Linked DNA regions of Mus musculus: region 2 is linked to region 1. The links are chromatin contacts, called in public HiChIP or PLAC-seq maps. All regions are on one chromosome and are shown on one strand. The core of a region is the stretch at or near the end of the contact, and the rest is flanking DNA. Distances in the headings are between cores, read along the strand shown.

Region 1 (5,409 bases), core at 1,929-4,428:
TGACTAGTCCAGGTCAGAAGGACTGTGAGAGCAAGCCTGGTGTCCAGACCTGGTACGTGTCAGAAGACACCAGGTGTGTTATGTGGAAGGGGAGGACAGAGGCCGCCAGTGATGTGGGGCCAGAGGCAGCACAGTGACTCTCCCAGGCCACTTGAACCTCATCCTGGGAAGAGCTTGTCTCTCTGCAAGGTCTGATGGCATACATCTCTTACCTGGGCTCTGAGGATGGAACACAGGCCCTCACACTTGCAGAGCAAATGCTATACCCACTGTGCTGGTCAGTTTTTGTCAATTTGATACCAACCTAAACTACGTGGGGAGGGTGAACCTCACCTGAGGAATGGCCTCCAGCAAGGCTTGTGAGCAAGTTGGAGGCCATTTTCTTAACGACTAGCTGATGCAGGAGGGCCCAGCCCACAGTGGGTGGCATCATCCCTAGGCAGGTAGCTGAACAAACCAGAGGAATAAGCCAGTAACCACTGTTCCTCTATGGGCTCTGCTTCGGTTCCTACCATGGTTTCTCTCGATGGTAGACTGTAACCTATAGATGAAATAAACCCTTTCTTCCCCACTTTGCTTTTGGTCATAATGTTTCTCAACAGCAACAGAACTTGAACTAGGTCACCAAGTATACCATCTTTTCAGCTCTGGACTTTTCTTAATAATTGTGCTGGCTAGTTTTATGTCAACCTGGTATAAGCCAGAGTTACCTGAAAGAAGGGAACCTCAACTGAGAAAATGCCTCCACATAAGGCTGAAAGGCATTTTTTAAATTAGTGATTGACGGGGGAGGGCCCGGCTCATTATGGGTAGGGAATCTTCCTAGGCTTGTGGTCCTGGATCCTATAAGAAAGTAGGCTGAGCAAGCCACTGGATACAAGACAGTAAGCAGCACCCTTCCATGGCCTCTGCATCAGCTTCTGCCTCCAGGTTCTCGCCCTGCTTGAGTTCCTGTCCTGACTTCCTTCAGTGATGGACTACAGTGTGGAAGTATGAGTCAGATAAACCCTTTCCTCCTCAGCTTGCTTTTGGCCATGGTGTTTCAGCCCCACGATAGAAACCCTAAGACTAATTTAGGACAGGTTACCCCATACCCCACCACAGTGCAATTACAGACAGGCTAAGGAATACAGCTCTCCCCATCTCCAATGTGATCTTGAAGTTGCAGAAGACAAGTCCACCATTGTTTCTCCATCCCCTATGCCTGCTGGGCCCCCATGTTAGCTCCCTCTTCAGACTAGGCTCAGTTGTCTCCTTCCCACCTAAACTCACAACAGGTACTCAGAAAGGTAAAGTCCAATTCAAATACGCTTTGCTGGAATATTCAGCAGCCAATGAATCACTGGCTGAAAACGCATCTTCCTTGGAACTCCTAAGAACATGGTGCTTGGCCTTGCTGATGCCAGACCCAAGAACACGGTTTTGGCTTTGCTGATGATCCATAGTCTGGAGAATGCCATTGCTTCAAGCCAGGCTGCCTGATCCGGTATGTCTGTCCCCTCCCGGAGCTGCACAGCTGAGTGACTGGCCAACTGACCATACAGTTAGGGAAGTGAGCTTTTTGCGATAGGGCCTCTCAAGCCAGTTCTTCTGCCTTAGTAGCAAAGCATTGACAATGTGTGTAGAATTCCCTGGAAGGACATTAGAAACGAGTCATACCTGTCTAGGGAAGTTCAGGGGTAAACCAATGGCGCTCTGCCCTTACACTCTGCCTGACTTGGGGGAAAGGCTTGGTTTCAGAGCTGAGAGCCCCTGGCTTACTTGTTACCTATGCATAAAGATGCACTTAAAAAGCTCTGACTGCCTGATACACATCACAAGAAAGACTCCAATGGAGGGGAAAGGACAGAGATAAGTAAGGGGTACAACTGGGGAAGATGCTTAGGTAAGGTTACCATGGTAACTGAAGCAGCCTGACATTCTCCATATGCACTGATCCTCAATGTCTCCCTTCCCATGGATGCCACACACTACCCATGGTGCCTGGCTCTCATAATCTCACTAGAGACAGAGATGGCAAAGCCCTATTAGGGCCCAGCTCCCAGGACTCCAGAGCCAGACCATTCCTAGCCCCTCATGGAGAGCCACCTGTGTAAACCTGGAGACGTGGGAGGGTAAGGGGAAACAGACACCTACACAGAAGATGGAGCCGAAGGTCACCTTGATCATGAGGCATGAATTAAAGGTCTCCCAGTTTCAAACCAAGCAGATTGTCTGTGCCAAATTCCTACTTGTTGCAAACGAGCTGCAGGACTTAGCTGATGGCCACATGGCTCCAGGAGACACAGAGACAGCCATCTTGGATACAATCCCAGTGGCCTCTGGGACTCTCCTTTGTTTTTATTTTTATGTATCAAAATTCAACTTAGTCAAATACAGATAATATCTATAAGCTACTTTCTAGAATGTAATCTATCTTCTAAAAGGAAAGTAGAAACTATAGGATAAATTCAAGTTTAATCACCCAAATCAGTACAAAGGTCTTTCTAAGTAGCTCTTCATGGGGAGAAATTGTCCAACAGATGAAATGAAAACGTTGGTAATATTTCCCCCTCATTTCCAATAGCACTAACTAGACAGAGTAAAATCACCATTTTTTTTTTCCTAGTATATGTCAAAGAGGCTAAGTACCTGAATTGAAGCTGATAGTGTAAGATTTTAAACTGTAAATCAAGATCCAGTTCTTGGCCAAATGTCTAATTAGTAGGGATCATTTATTGGGCTTTACACAGCCCTCCCCCAACCTCCACCAGAACAAACAAATAAACCTGCCCTGTCCCCCCACCCCCACCCCGTGCACCTCCTCTCCCTGGCACCCCACTTCACGTGCAGTTAATGAGTGTATGGAGCCGAGACAGTATCGAGACTGAGTCACCCACTCGGCAGCATTTAGTTCCATTTCTGATGCTCCAGATAATCTAGGTGCGTCACACTTGCTCCCTGCTCTGGTGGGAGGTGACTATGCTGTCCTAAAGACACTACAACTACAAGAACACTGTCACCAGGAACTGCCAACTGCTCCAAGGGCTTGAAGGGCGCAGCTGAGCATTTTGGTAACTTCTCAGACTATCAAATGACCATCAAAAGAAAAGAGCCGACCCGGCAGGAAGGGGTGGGGCGGGCAGGGACGTGGGAGGAGAAAAAGTACTGACTCGCAGGCTTCCCACGGCCAGGAGGGGCGTTCCCTGAAGGGGAAACAAGCTCGAGTCAGCACGCTGTTGCCACAGCCGCTTCCCACACCGCCCACACAGCGTCTCGGTTTCTGTGCCATGCAGAGAGCCAGGGGAAAAGTCACCGAGATAAAAGGGAGGCACGGAGGAGAAAACCCTTGGAGGGACCTACCTGCTCCCCTTCCCTCTGTTGTGCTCCACGGCCCAGACTTGGTGAACCTAAGGACACTTGGCAGATGCAGTGATTTGGCACTTGCTGTCCCAAAGAAGCAGAATGTGTGCTCAGAACTATGCAGAATTGGATGGGGGCGTGACTAAAGACAAACACAGACCACATTCCATCCCACGGTACAGAACAGGACAGGTGAGAGAGCACATGGGTCACAAAGGAGACTCAGCAGCAAGTTGACTGCCAACCAAAAGTTCTGGAAGCACGAGAAGGGCTGAAGGCGAAGTCTGTGGACTAACAGAGGGGTCAAGTCCTCATCTGCTTAACAAAAGGCTGGGGAGACCTGTGGCTTCCATTTATAAGAACCCCTGACTCTAAGGCCTCACACCGCCTCCAAATATCTACTCCACAGCAGGCCAGAGCCACAGCTGTTCTGCTCTGTTTTAAAAGTAGCAAAGATACAAAAAACAAAACAAAAAAACAAAACAAAACAAAACAAACCTAAAAAACAAAACTAAACAGGCATGGCAAAGCCAACTGAAAGACAGAGCAAGCCACAGATGGGATTTTCAGGAAGGAACACGAGAAGGAGGGTTAGGGTGACAAGCTGTCAAATGAGAAGTCTCCACAGAGGAGCTCATTGTTTCCTGGGAGTGGCAGAATGGAGGAAGGGTAAAAATTTGCTCCACTCCCCACCCCCCCAAAGAAAACACCTAACTCAAGCAACAACACCAACAGTGGCTAAACAGGCATGGGTGCCTGAAACTCCTTCCACAGGACGCAGGTTTCACTACTAAAGCGAGGCTTTCTTCAGCTGCCAAGTGTCTCCCTGGCAGTCAGAGACACCTTCAGCTGGCCCTCACCCTGAGGCACATGCTGAATAAATGCTCGCTATTGTTACCTGTGGGCTCTAAAGACCTGCCACGATTTGGTGTGTTTCAGTTTACTGCTTAAGACTCTGCAGAGTGTACACACCTTGGAACATTGGTGCAACAAAGCCGCAAAGACCTAGTGTTTAAAGATGCCTCACAGAGGAGTCACCCTTGCGCTAGTAACCAGAGCAGCAGCCGCCTCAAGGGAATGGGCTGTGTTTCTAACACCGCTCTGCTCTCAGACGCCTCACTCCATAGAGGCATGTGGCTCTTTGTTTGTTGGACATACTTTTAAATTTTTTACTTTAGTGTTTTGTTATATGTACATACGTTTATATGTATGTATTTATTTATTTTTGTTTTTTTCAAGACAGGGTTTCTCTGTGTTACTCTGGCTGTCCTGGAACTCATCCTATAGACTAGGTTGGCCTTGAACACACAGATCTGCCTGCCTCTGCCTCTAAAGGTATGACCACACCTGGCTGCCGGGTTTTATTTTTATTTATTTACTGTGTGAGGCTGTTGGTGTGTGCCAGGGAGGGAAGGATGAATTGTGTCCTGCTCTGTCAACACCCTGTCTTATTCCTTTGAGATAGGGAGCTCTCCCAAATCTGGAGCTAGCCCAGCAACAGGCAAGCCCAGCAATGGGCAAGCCCAGCAGTCCTCCTGCCTGTTGCTCAGACCTAGTGTTACAGGTGTGCACAGCCACACAAGGCTTTTACTGTGGTACCTGGGGTGTGAACTCAGATCCTCAGGCCCTTTACCCACTCAGCCATTTCCTCACCCCAAAATATGTACCTTTAAACTGCATATGTGAAAACCCTTGTCCATGAACATCAAGCAGATGGCTACCCTGAGTGCTGCTGGGAGCAGAAGGCTAGGCATGTATAGATAACCCAGTACAATCTAGTTAGCTACAGACTTGGCCTAGACTCAAAGTCGCCTCTGTGATGTAATATTAGGAATATTTATTATTTAGTGTATGTATGTGGGGTTGGGGGAGGTCAAAGGAGAGAGTGTGGGGGCCTGTTCTCTCCCTCCACCTCGTGGATCCAGGTAACTGATCCAAACTGTCAGGCTCTGCAACAAGCAATTTGCCTGCTGAGCCACCATGTTGGCCCATGGCCTTTCAGTTTCACAGTAACAGTGTTTCCTGACCAGGCCTAGGCAGCCCAGTTGGTTCACTTGTAATTGCAAT
Region 2 (5,202 bases), core at 801-3,300, 1.7 Mb before region 1:
TTGGATAATATATACCTTATCCACTAAGGTGAATCTAGGAACAGGTAACTAGTTATTTGTCCTGTATTTAAGTTGGAAATATACCCATAGTCTTAAGACATGGGTGGAGGGATGAGTTCTCTGATAACTTGTTGACATGGGCACCGAGGGCTCCGTACATTGGTTACGTGTCTTTGCTGTGACAAAGGCTATGGAGGAGAGGACTTACTTTGCTTCACAGTTCAAGAGTACCATCCATGATGGTGAGGGACTCAGGGTCATAAGACCATGAGGCACTTGTCCTACTGCATCTGAAGTCAGAAAGAAGTGAGTGTTAGTGCACAGTGCCTCCACCACCATCACTCCCCACCCAGTGAACACAGTCTAGAAAGGCTCCCAGCCTTGCCTAGAGACTCCTCAAATTCTGTCTAGTTGGCATTCAAGATTAACCATCGACTTATGATACTGCCCGTCACAGAGCTTTGTCTGAAGAGGGAAGCAGAAGTCAGTTCTTGGAATAAGGAATGACAGGTGCATGGCAGCTTTGGTATGGCATGGACATGGACACTCAGCCCTTGGAGGTCTAGAAAGATGTCCAGGGGATGCCATGCATGAGCTAGGTCTTGCAGATGGATAGGCGTTAACCGAGGAAATGAGTGTTGAAGAAGAGGCCCAGTCTGACAAACACAGGCAAGTGGCTTGATCTTATGTGTATGCTGGCAATAAAGTTACTCCAGTGTGACCTTAGGGTGGCACAGAAACTTGGCTTTCTTTGTCAAGATTCTGAGGGGATGTGGAGCTTCCTGGGTGCTGTAAGAAAGGACCACACCATGTAGGTAGAACAGCCTATAGTCATTGTCTCACAGATTGGTAGCCAGGAAGGCCCAGATGAAAGTGTCTTCAGGGTTGGAACCTTCTGAGGACTGTGTTGAAGAATCACTCATGTATCTTTGTTTCCTCTTGGTAGTAGTATCTAACAGCCCTTGACCTTCTCCAGCTGGTATGTGTGTATGTGTGTACATATATGTACACGTACACATAAACACAGACACACACACACACACACACACACACACATATATATATATATATATATATATATATATATATATATATATATATATATATATATGTAATCCTATTCTGTCTCCAACAGCATGTGGTATTCTCCCCCATGTGCCTGTGATTGACAGTTATGGCCACACGGAGAAACTCACCTTGATCATCAGAAAGACCATTCTGCTGACAAGGTCACACATTCATGAGTTCCTGGTGTTCAGTTTTTGGGAAGTTATAATTCTGCCTTTCCCTGGCAGCATGGTGCAGAGAACACTGCCCCAGCAAATGTATCAGGAGCTCACTGAATCAACTAGGCTGATGGAGACATGAGCTTCTGGCATCCACCTATCTCTTTCCCATAACACCAGGCTATCTACACATGCTGCTATATTTGGCCTTTAAGTGGGTGCTGGAGATCTGAACTCGGTTTATCATGCTTGTACAGTGGGCACGTTATGGACTGAACCATATACCACAAGTCCTCATGCACAGATTCTTAACTGCAGATTCTTTACAGTCAGTGAGGAACTCCCAGTTAGGCAGGTAGACTCCCTTCCGTGAGACTCTGAGGATTTGGCTTGCAGAGTCCACCCAGCGTACATATCCTCAATCATAATTCATTTGGGATCCACAAAAGGACAAAAGCCCAATTGTGCTCAGACATTTGAGGAGAACCTTTCAGGAATGAGAAAATGAGGCTGCCCAGAGTGGAATGTGCTCCTCTGCAGAGCTCCTAAGGCATTGTGAGTGCACAATGGATGGTAAATAATCACGGAATGTTTTTATTAACGACAAAGGGGTAATCAGCACCATAATGAAGCTTGCAGATGAGACTAAACTGGGATTTATAACAAATACCAATTAGGAGACAGAGACAATGGAAAGAGACCCCCCACCCCAGAGGGAAAGTTACAACAAAGCAAGTTTCCGTTTTTGCAAAATAACCACAAATGCACCTGCGGAGGATGCACACTGTGGGGAAAGCCCAGAGTGTTTAAAGGGAGACAGTCCCCAGACACAGCATTTTTATGACAGGCACGAATGAACAGTACAATTGATGATGCCAAACATGAGATGGCAGGCACTGTGTTCTTCAATGAAGATGCAGTACACTGAAGCCCCTCATCTGGCTACACTTCAGGACCTACCCAAGATGCTAACTACCCAGGACCTCTTCCGTTTCATATGGACGCACCTCAGGCCTCCAAGCCCATCTTGCTGACTCCTCACCTCTGTTCTGATGATCTTCTCCATGCTCTCTCTGATGCGTCGTCAGCCCAAAGTCCTTGAAGTCCTCTATGCACTTGAGTGGCTGAATCATGTTCCAAATAGGCCCACTTACCTGCTTGCTGTTCAGTATAACCTGCAGTCCACCGGGGAAAGAATCATGAAGTGACCCTTGAGTGGGGGAAGGCCACATTTCAGGCCACACTAATAGGTTGTCTGACGTCTGTACTATTGTCCCCCAAATACACAATTGCTTTCTACCTTCTGTCCATTGAAATTCCACTCGGGGCCTGACCAAGCCTTGCAGAGCCCTCCCAGTCCCCTTTGTTCATATCATCCTCATGCATGCAAGAAATCTGTCCAAATTTACAAAACATTGTAAAAACTTACAAAAATAGGGTTCATGTTTTAGGTTTGGTTATGACAAAGAGGGGTGCTGGACTGGGCAGGTTAATGGTGCTGGGTGTTTACATCTAAGACTTTTTATATCTGAGTAGACCAAGAAGCACAACCAGCTATAACTCGTTCTCGGTGTCCCACCTTCTCCAGCCAAGTTTCGCCTCCTAATGATTCCAGGAAGCACCAGCACCTGGGACCACCTGCTCAAGCACACAAGCCCAAGGGCGTTCGTGTCACATTTAAACTAGAGAGGATAATGAGTGCTAAGGCATCAGGGTAAAGGGCGAGGACACCAGCTTTGCATCTGTGAGGAGGAAGGCACTCCCATCTGTCCTATGGAAACTGAAGAGAAGACCTTACACTTCCCGATACTGTGGAGAACTCAAATTCTGCCTGCTACCCATCCATTGAGTACCTGGCTACCAGCACTTCCACAGTCACATGGGATGGATGGATGGATGGATGGATGGATGGATGGATGGATGGATGGAATTTGAAGATGACAACATCTTCTCATAGAATTCTGCCAAGGGGTCCGTGGGTGGAGTCAATCTCTTCAGAGATCATATGCAACACAGAGAGTGCTCCCTGGAGGAGCAACTTGGAAGGAGGTAAATGATGGAGGAGATGAGAGGCTGGAGCAGGTTTGCCATGAGTTTGAGGCCAGCCTGGGCTGTGTGGCGAGTCCTCAGAGAACAGAAAGAAATCACAAGATGGAAGTCAGGAGGGAAGGAAGGAAGGAAGGAAGGGAGGGAGGGAGGGAGGGAGGGAGGGAGGGAGGGAGGGAGGGAGGGAGGAAGGAAGGAAGGAAGGAAGGAAGGAAGGAAGGAAGGAAGGAAGGAAGGAAGGAAGGAAGGAAGGAAATGGGACTGACTGTGTAACCGGAAGTGTTTAAAGCCTATTTCCTGCTTTAAATTTTTAATATTTTTATTTTTATTTTTATGTGCATTGATATTTTGCCTGCATATATATCTGTGTTAGGGTGTGGCATTCCCTGGAGTGGGAGTTACACAGGTGTGAGCTGCCATGCTGGGAATAGAACCCTGATCCTCTGGAAAAGTAGCCATTGCTCACAACTGCTGACCCATCTCTCCAGCCCCTATTCCTGCTTTTGAATGAGTTTAGTTTTTTTTTTTTAAGTTACTGTTTAGTGCTCTGAATATTCCATGGAAGAAGTACTCTTATGCTATGTTTAAGGCCTTGAATTCCTATTAAGTAAAAGGTACTGTTTTTCATTACAGAATTGCCTTGAAGAGTTATTAATGATCCAGAAGTCTCAGCCAATTAGAGCATCATGACTGGACTCCCCGCAATGGATCCCTTCTCTTTCCTGCTTCATCTTGTGTTTATTTTCTGTTTTCTGACCATTCTCTTTCCCCTAAGATTTTTAAAGTCTACAAAATACATGACTAACCTTAAGGATGCAGTTGGATGATTTTGTCTTTTTTATTTTCTGGAAAGATGCCTAGAAACAAGTACTCCAGAGACAGCTCTCTCTAGTGCACACATGCCACTATGTGTCACCATGGATGTCCCACAAGCTGGATATTTCCATTGTCCCCCAAACCTAGACTGGCTGGAAGAGACTCTCATCCCAGTGGGCTCTGAATTCCTTTTCTCTTACAAACTTCATCCAGAACACACCCAAAGCAAAATGGAGGGAAATGTGCAATGTGTTTTTTTCTGGAGTCCCAAATAACTGTTCCCTCTTTGGCTCTAGCATTTCTTTCTTTTCTTCACTACCCATGCCAGCATCCTTCACTGTTGTCCAAATCCCAAAACACTATGGAGCCCTTCTCATAGTCTCCTTTTACACGGAGAAACACCTGGCTTTCTCCAAGAGGCCTAGTAGAGACGTTCTCGGTCATATTCCACTTTCCATAACATGCATCCATCACACTGCCCCATGCCTGAGCAGCATCTGCTGATCCCTCCTTCTTCTCCTGACGCAGTAGGACAGTGTTGGCAACTGGATGGACTTCCACGTGTCTGTTTTCTTTCCGGAACCCGGTTCCTTGTAAGCAGAAGGCACCTGAGCTGACCCTGAGGGTTTCCATAGCATCTCAATGAATGAGGAACAAATGGTTTCAGACAAAGTAGATGGAGCGGGTGGGATCAACTGGGAAACTAATCTGTTTTGATGACATCACTAATTCATCACTAGTTCCCTTTGACTTCCCCTACCAGGGGTCACAGGTGGAGAGACTGGTATCTTTTCAGACCTCAGCTTCACTCTTAAGTCCGAGTGAACACCCAAGACCCAAGCAAACACAGCATATGGTGCTTTGACCACTCTTCTCCTCAAGCCGGTTCACGTCTATATTATTTTACCCGGTTTTATGCCTCTAAGTTGCTTTTGGGCTGCCAGTGTCAGCATGGAACCCTGATGGGAGCTTAGCTTCCCACCAGGCTTCAGTTGAATGTGTATGAATAGCCCATAGTAGCTGCTTCTATTGTTCCTGGAAGCCTTGTATTATTTAGAGAGCAATCAATCACTTTTCTGAGGCAGCCTGGGGAGCCAAGCCCACGGTGTGGTTG

What was found. HiChIP or PLAC-seq counts read pairs in DNA pulled down with a chosen protein or histone mark.
Region 2: an H3K27ac HiChIP or PLAC-seq map of thymic regulatory T cells shows a contact between it and region 1, with 10 times the contacts expected there. The contact joins two enhancer-like sites. A contact is called at or near these places in 4 of 484 Hi-C or Micro-C datasets (CD4 T cells, CD8 T cells, Th1 cells and 1 more) and 1 of 115 datasets of contacts at active chromatin or transcription factors (thymic regulatory T cells).

Annotation. Positions count from the first base shown.
Region 1 is chr12:24,591,115-24,596,523 of GRCm38.p6, reverse strand. The region is part of intron 8 of Grhl1 (grainyhead like transcription factor 1); the gene reads right to left. Among named protein-coding and RNA genes, the nearest start is that of Grhl1, 22 kb to the right of the region's middle. Within about 2 kb of position 3,178, at least 246 of the 459 cell types and tissues checked have an H3K27ac peak or open chromatin away from gene starts, as enhancers often do. A contact at or near this core is called in thymic regulatory T cells, where this site is marked.
Region 2 is chr12:26,299,844-26,305,045 of GRCm38.p6, reverse strand. No RefSeq gene overlaps it. Among named protein-coding and RNA genes, the nearest start is that of 4930549C15Rik, 44 kb to the left of the region's middle. Within about 2 kb of position 2,050, at least 14 of the 459 cell types and tissues checked have an H3K27ac peak or open chromatin away from gene starts, as enhancers often do. A contact at or near this core is called in thymic regulatory T cells, where this site is marked.